Linked DNA regions of Mus musculus: region 1 is linked to region 2. A link is a contact called in public HiChIP or PLAC-seq data. All regions are on one chromosome and are shown on one strand. The core of a region is the stretch at or near the end of the contact, and the rest is flanking DNA. Distances in the headings are between cores, read along the strand shown.

Region 1 (3,634 bases), core at 856-3,355, 280 kb after region 2:
TTTCTATATAGAATAGGCTGACCTTGAACTACCAGAAATCTACCTGTGTTTGCCCCCTGAGGGCTGGGATTAAAGTAAGTACCACCGTGTCCAGGACAATTACTGGGGTGTGTGCCATCATCCTGGCTAAAGGGTTTTATATGGAAAGGAAAGGTCTTTCTTGGTTATCATGTAACATAATAGGGCTCTCTTGCAATACAAAATAATGAAATTTATGAGCAACCTGTTAGGTGTGTGAGATGACAAAATCCAACTAAATGTATAAAAGGAATGCAGGTCAGGGTATATGCCAGTCGTTGTTGGGGAACTTACACTGTGACAGTGGGAGAGATGGTCCCCCTTCCTGACTCAAAGGGCTGTGGTGAACTGTTGAGATAACAGATAGCAGTGCTTGGTTGTGGTCTAGCCTACAACAATAGCTTATCAATCACCGAATACATTTTTAGAATTCTTGTGATGTGATGTGTTTGCATGCCAGAAAACACTCTATCACATCTAGTATCTCCAGCCTCGAATAACTTCTGAATGTAACTAAAACTGGAGAATGAAAGAAGCTGTAGTTCATGAAGGGTGGATAGCACAAGCCTCTCTGGGTGAGGATTTCACCACAGCAATCACCAGAGAAATGGAACTAAGAGTAGCTGCACCCGCAGCTGGCTATTTCTCTCCTTAAGAGAGGATGTTAAAATTGTCATCCCCTTGTGCCCCCTCAGGATTAGGCACCACACCTGACTTATAATCTTACAGGCCTTGTGGTTTTAATCTGCTTTCTCAGGGAAGGAAAATCATGGTCTAGAAAAGCCAGGTGATTCACAAAGCCAGAGCCAGGACCTAGGGGGGCGGGGTCTCGGAGTCCTGGTCCAGCACTCCTTTTGGCTCAGGTTCCACATCCTAGCTGGCAGGAGACGAGTGCCAAGCTCACCTTCCGGACACTGGGGAGCACGTAAGGTTTTCCGTTATCATCCCGGTAGGCACCAACTCCCAGGTTCATCTTCTTGCTGTTGGTATCTCTCTTGAAGGCTTCGGTAACGCCCAGGATGGGATCTGGAGGTCCCATTTCAACATGGGTCCACCAGGAGCTGAAATGAGAAATAGGTTACCCCAGCCATGAGCTCGATTCCTACAGCCAGGTATGTCTCTGCTCTGCCAAAGATCCATGTTGGCATGTGTGTATCACAGAACAGGCACCAGCTATCCAATAGCACAAAAGCCTTCAGAAGACTGGAGATCAGCACAAACATGAAAAGATGCAGAAAGATAGCACCAAGTTATTTTGGGTAGGATAGGGTACAACCACAGCTTTAAAACATTTTTTTCCCTTCAGCTTATTAATGAATAATGAAGGCGTGGCTCATATACATCGGGGCACGTTATCCAGCTGTAAAGAAAAGTGAAAATTAAAGTTTCAGGTAAGCGGACATCACCAGTAAGTGTTATGAGTGGGGTAACTCGGACCCAGAAACAGACGCTGCCTGCATGTTCTCTCCCTAGCTCAGAGTCTTTAGATGCACGTGTAAAACCTGGAGCCACCACAGAAATCAGGAAGATAAAAGGGACCATGGAGACCCACTGCTAGAGAGGGGGACTGGAAACAGGTGCAATAAAGGGGGGAATGGGAAAACAAGGGAGCCGTTTTAACTGGGAAGCAGAAAGGGAGAGGAAGCCAATAAGGTGGGGGTGGGGGTGGGGAGTTGTCTAAAAGGCTTGAAAAGCCATAGGGAAACAGTTTTCATTCGGTTTACATAGACACTTGCCAAGGAGATGCCATTTGTATGACAATGCTCCTCAAGCACATTAGGCTACCTAACAAGAGTGCCAGGCACGGGAAACCTTCCTTTGGCTTGTTGGTCAGGCGAGTCTAAGAGACTCCCAAACTAAGATGGCTAGTGCCCTTGTCCTCCGAGAAACTGAAAGTAAGCTCCCCATTGCTGAAAATAGCACCTGCCAGACAAAAGCCTGGGAGAAAGTGATCTGGAAGCCGCCTGCTTTCTCATCTTAGCCTAAAAGGCTCTGGCAAGCTGCCAAGGGGGAGGAGCAATCGCCAGTCCTATTCAGCCTTAACATTTACAAACCACAACAATGACCAGCAAAGGCAAAATAGTTCCAAGCTCGCAAGACTGATACTGTGTATCTTGTGGCAATCCACAGCTGTCCAGCCTATCTGAAGTTTCACCTAGAGAATTCATGCCTTGTAGCCGGTGATTGTTACTTTGTGTAGGGGTTTCTTTATTCCACCTTTCCCTACCCGTTTTCCTTCCACCCTTCCACCCCCTAACACCTGAGAAGAATGATAGCTAGGAAAGGAAAGAGATCCCTGAATAAAGTCAAGGGTTGGAAAGGGGGTTAGACTACTTCCTGCTGACTAGGGGTGTCAAGTTCCTTAGGGGCAAGTTTGCTCTTTGTTGTCAGGATATCAAATTTGTTTCTTACACCTTTTTTTTCTTTTTACACTTTTATACTACTTAACAAACCTTGACCAACAGCAACCAACAACCCACCTCTTGGGGGGTCTAGTATTTATTTATTTGTTTATTTTTCAAGACAGGGTTTCTCTGTATAGTCCTGGCTGTCCTGGAACTCACTCTATGAGCAGGCTGTCCTTAAACTCAGAAATCTGCCTGCCACTGCCTCCCAAGTGCTGGGATTAAAGGCACATACCAGCACTGCCAGGCTATTTATTTTTAAAGATTTTACTCTCTATATATGAGTATACTGTAGCTGTCTTCAGACACACCAGAAGAGGGCATAGGATCCCATTATAGATGGTTGTGAACTACCATGTGGTTGCTGGGATTTGAACTTAGGACTTCTGGAAGAGCAGCTGGTACTCTTAACCGCCGAGCCATTTCTCCAGACCCTGGGCCTACGATTTATATGCCCTCTGAAAAGTCTCCAGAATTCCAAACATCACACAATTGCACAAAGTATCTGCAGCTGGCCAAATCATGCCCTGCCAGAGAAGAAAGCAAATCATGGTTGCTGTGGACAATCTGAGGCAGTCCCACGTGCCACACCTGGGATTAAAATGAAAACATTCATATATAGCCCAGAAAACAAATGAACAAGTACACCGGTATGCCTAGCTTGTGTAGTTGCTGGGGATCGAACCCAGGCCTTTGTGCATGCTGGACAAGCGTGGCTACCAGTTGAGTCATATGTCCAGCCTCTGGCTTGAAATCTAGGTCAGGTGCTTCTGTGTACTGGAGCTTACACTAGGATTTCTGCAGCTTAAACTACAAAACAAAGCCTACCCTTACTATGTGTCAATAATATGGAAAGACTAAGTGCCTGCCTGACATGTTTTCCACCTCTGGACGGTACTGGCAGACTAGATTGCAAAATCCTAGTTCTCAGTACTTAAAGCATCAATTCATAGGCTTCCTGGCAAATGTGAAACCACATTTCTACTACTTTGAATGCACTACCTTAAAATACGTTTTGCGGCTTGTTTCATTCTTAACCAGTGTAATTTTAGGAAAAACATGTATTAGATGAATACTTAACCCAGGTGAAAGGCATAGTATTTATTATTAATATATATTTTATTTCTATTTATTTATTTATGGTTTTTCGAGACAGGGTTTCTCTGTATAGCCCTGGCTGTCCTCGAACTCAGAAATCCGCCTGCCTCTGC
Region 2 (3,844 bases), core at 387-2,886:
TGCTGCTGCTGCTGCTGCGCTTGTGAGCAACACTTGCTCATGTGCATGCGCGCGCGCGCGTGCACGTGGGGGGACAGGGCGGGGGTATGGCGTATGCACGAGGAAGTTAGAGGACACCGTGCAGTTCTCTCCTACAAAGTGTGTCCCAGGCATGGAATTCAGCTCCTCACATTTAGGAGCAGGTGCTTTTAACAGTGAAGTCATCTCTCTGGCCCCACATTTGGCGGTTTACTTGGGCTCTGGGGATCCAATTCAGGTCATCAAGCTTCTTCAGCAAGCACTTTTACCCACTGAGCCATCTCCCAGTATACACACACACACACACACACACACACACACACACAATGTGTCCTTTTTTCAATTAGAAATTTTCTAAAATTCAGGCTAGGGTGGGGGGTGGCTCAGCTGGGGTAAAATGCTTGCCTTGCAAGATGAGGATTTTAGCTGGATCTTCATAACCCACATAAAAATGCTGGGCCTGGAGCCATGGGTGTGTGGACTGGGGCCCGCTACCCATTCAGTCTAGCCTAATGGGTGAGTTCCAGCCAATGAGCAGCTATCTCAAAGGAGTTGAGCTGTATTCCAGAGGATGACACCAGAGGTTGTCCTCCGGCCTCCATATGCACACATGCACACACACACACACACACACACACACACACACACACACACACACACACCACACACACACCTGTATCTACACACATGATACAAGCATTCATCTGTATGAATACACATGAAAAGAAAAAGGAAATTTCATGCGGATGGTGATGGCACATGCCTGTAGCCCCAGCACTCTGGAGGCAGAGGCAGAGGCAGACAGATCTGAATTTGAAGCCAACTTGATCTACAGAGTGGGTTTCAGGACAGCTACTGCTACATAGAGAAACCATGTTTTGAAAAAGAAAAAGAAAAAAAAAGAAAACGGAAAAGAAAGAAAGAAGAAAGGGAGAAAGAAGAAAAGAAAAAAGAAAATTACTGAAATCCAGACAAATGTCAAAAAAGAAGTACCTGCCATCCTAGCTAGGTTCTTTACTACTCATATATTCATTTATGTATACATGTATGTTATAACATTCTACTTAAGCATATAGTTTTATGTTCTTAGTCATCTGCTCTGAATTTTATTTCAGGTCATTATTTTTCAAAACTGTATCGTTTTACAGAGACAATCCACTAACAGTTATTTTACACTTTAATTGCATGTATTGCTAACCCGGGGCTTTGTGCCTGCTAAGCGCATGCTCATCGTCTGAGCTACGCCCCAACCCTCAGATCAGCCATTGCTTTCTCTCTCTGTTGTATGACTTGCCCTGGAGGGATGTGAGCAAATGCCTCTCCACCCCAGATAAGGCCCCCAAAACAGACCAAAGAGCAAATGTACACTCCGTAAGAGCAGTTCACTGAGCCAATGGAGTTTACTGAGCCTGCTTCCATCTCCACGGGTGCAGGGTACTTAAGGAACATGACTCATAGGATGACCAAGAAGACCCACCCCAGCATGGGTAATGGTCTCCAGGAAACTGCAGATGGTTTCTTCCCTCTGTGTAACAAGTCCCTCCCAAGACCACATAACAGCCGAGACAGAAATACCTATAGCTAGGGAACAGTAACAGGGTGTGGGGGAGGGGAACACAGGAGGGAGGGAGGGGCTGGAATCTCAAACATCTGAGGACTGACCCCTCCCACCACCTCCTAAGAGGGTCTATCAACAGGCCCTGTCTTGTGAAGGTCATGTAAGGGTTACTACCACTTGAAGATAGTAACAGCAGAGCTATGCTTGAAAGCCATCTCATGACGGCCTATCACGATGTCTCATATAGGAGGTCATTTATTTTTAGCCCTCAGCTTCAGGAGGTGGGGCTCTTGGCATCTGCAGGGTTGCTTATACCTATTTGGGGCCTCGGGTGAAGCATGAGAGTCAACCTTCCCATCTGGCTATGTGTGCACAGATATTAAAGCACTGGAGGGAGTAACAGAGAGAAGGCCATGGTAACACAACAGAGGCGGGCGGCTTTTTTATCCACTTACAGCAGTCTTTTACGACCAGATAGAAAAAAGGAATACAGCTATGAAAGAGAACAGGCCAGGAGACATGGCTCTCTGTGAGTTTGAGGCCAGCCAGATCTACATATCCAGTTCCTGGCATCCAGAGCCACAGTGAGAGACCTTGTTTCAAAAACAAAAGACAAAAAACAAAAACCCACCAACCAACCAAATAAAACAAACAAAGGATTGAAGGAGGAAAGAAAAAAAGAAGCTAAGGAGAACATAATTCCTGTATATTCCATGTCCTGAGATGTCTTTTAGGAAGGATGGGCATATCTTTAAGGGTGAGTGGAGAATGTTCTAAGTGTCCATCAGTGGATCCATGGGTATGCCTACGGTGGACCACCCTTCAAGTTTTTAAAAAGAAAAACTTCTGGCCATCCACTGCCAATGTGGTAGTGGATGGATTTGGATGGATTTGGAGGTCACTTTACAAAATAAGGCGATCATAGCTGAGGGTAGTGGTTCACACCTGAGTTCCCAGCACTCAGGAGGCTGAGGCAGGATGGGTACCTAAGTTCAAAGCCAGGCTGAGCTTACAAACGAGAGAGAGAGAGAGAGAGAGAGAGAGAGAGAGAGAGAGAGAGAGAGAGAGAGATACCTATTAGCAATTACTTCCCAAGCTTTCCTCAACTCCAAGCTCTCTGGCAACTCCTGCAAGCCGCCTCCCTGACCCTGTCTGCACATCTGCCTGGATATTCCACATAAGTGGGTGCAGACATGGAGATGGAGAAGAGTCCCCGATAGGTCCAGGGTGATGGACAAGTATACACTAAATAGTGCTGATGGTCGCTGGATGCACTTAACACACCTTAAAGTGGCTGGAATGGTCTGTTTTATGTTGTGAACATTTTACCATCATAAAATTTAACCCCCAAGCTTGGGGGCCGGAGAGATGATTCGGTGATTAAAAGTAATGGTTGCTCTTCCAGAGGACCCAGGTTCGATTCTCAGCACCCACATGGCGGCTCACAACAAACTGTAATTCCAATCCAAGATAAGCTAATTTAACTAAAACAAGATTGGCCATTTTATTTTCAAAAATCAAGGTATAATTCAACAAAACCTGTGGAGTAAGAAATGATTTGGGGGCTGGAGAGATGGCTCGCCACTTAAGAGCACTGACTCGCTCTTCCAGAGGTCCTGAGTTCAATTCCCAGCAACCACATGGTGGCTCACAACCGTCAGTAATAGGATCCCATGTCCTCTTCTTGTGTGTCTGAAGAGAGTGACAGTGTACTCACATAAACAAACAAACACGGGGGCTGGAGAGATGGCTCAGAGGTTAAGAGCACTGACTGCTCTTCCAGAGGTCCTGAGTTCAATTCCCAGCAACCATATGGTGGCTCACAACCATCTGTAATGAGATCCGATGCCCTCTTCTGGTGTGTCTGAAGACAGTTACAATGTACTCACCACATATATAAAATAAATAAATAAAATCTAAAAAAACAAAAAAGAAAAAAAGAAAAAAACCAAACACATCTTTAAAAGCAAAAAAAAAAAAAAAAGTAAAAGAAACAATTTGGCTATAACTATGAATGTGTGGTTGAATTTTTTTTTTTTTTTTTTAAAGATTTATTTATTTATTTATTATATGTAAGTACACTGTAGCTGTCCTCAGACACTCCAGAAGAGGGCGTCAGATCTCGTTACGGATGGTTGTGAGCCACCATGTGGTTGCTGGGATTTGAACTTCGGACCTTCGGAAGAGCAGTCGGGTGCTCTTACCCACTGAGCCATCTCACCAGCCCGTGTGGTTGAATTTTAACAGACATATCTGGGTATCTCTGTG

The links. HiChIP or PLAC-seq counts read pairs in DNA pulled down with a chosen protein or histone mark.
Region 1: a contact with region 2 is called in an H3K27ac HiChIP or PLAC-seq map of embryonic stem cells, with 4 times the contacts expected there. The contact joins two enhancer-like sites. A contact is called at or near these places in 14 of 39 promoter capture datasets (the C10 cell line, the HPC-7 cell line, cranial neural crest and 7 more), 1 of 15 datasets of contacts at CTCF or cohesin (embryonic stem cells), 1 of 484 Hi-C or Micro-C datasets (erythroblasts), 7 of 115 datasets of contacts at active chromatin or transcription factors (the SCID.adh cell line, embryonic stem cells, extraembryonic endoderm stem cells and 2 more) and 3 of 9 other capture datasets (adipose tissue, liver and pancreatic islet).

Annotation. Positions count from the first base shown.
Region 1 is chr8:95,876,791-95,880,424 of GRCm38.p6, forward strand. Got2 (glutamatic-oxaloacetic transaminase 2, mitochondrial) reads right to left here. Exons shown (of 10, transcript NM_010325.3): 2 at 923-1,079. Among named protein-coding and RNA genes, the nearest start is that of Got2, 9.8 kb to the right of the region's middle. Within about 2 kb of position 2,106, at least 106 of the 459 cell types and tissues checked have an H3K27ac peak or open chromatin away from gene starts, as enhancers often do. A contact at or near this core is called in embryonic stem cells, where this site is marked.
Region 2 is chr8:95,595,270-95,599,113 of GRCm38.p6, forward strand. It overlaps the pseudogene Gm31518. Among named protein-coding and RNA genes, the nearest start is that of Prss54, 22 kb to the left of the region's middle. Within about 2 kb of position 1,637, at least 23 of the 459 cell types and tissues checked have an H3K27ac peak or open chromatin away from gene starts, as enhancers often do. A contact at or near this core is called in embryonic stem cells, where this site is marked.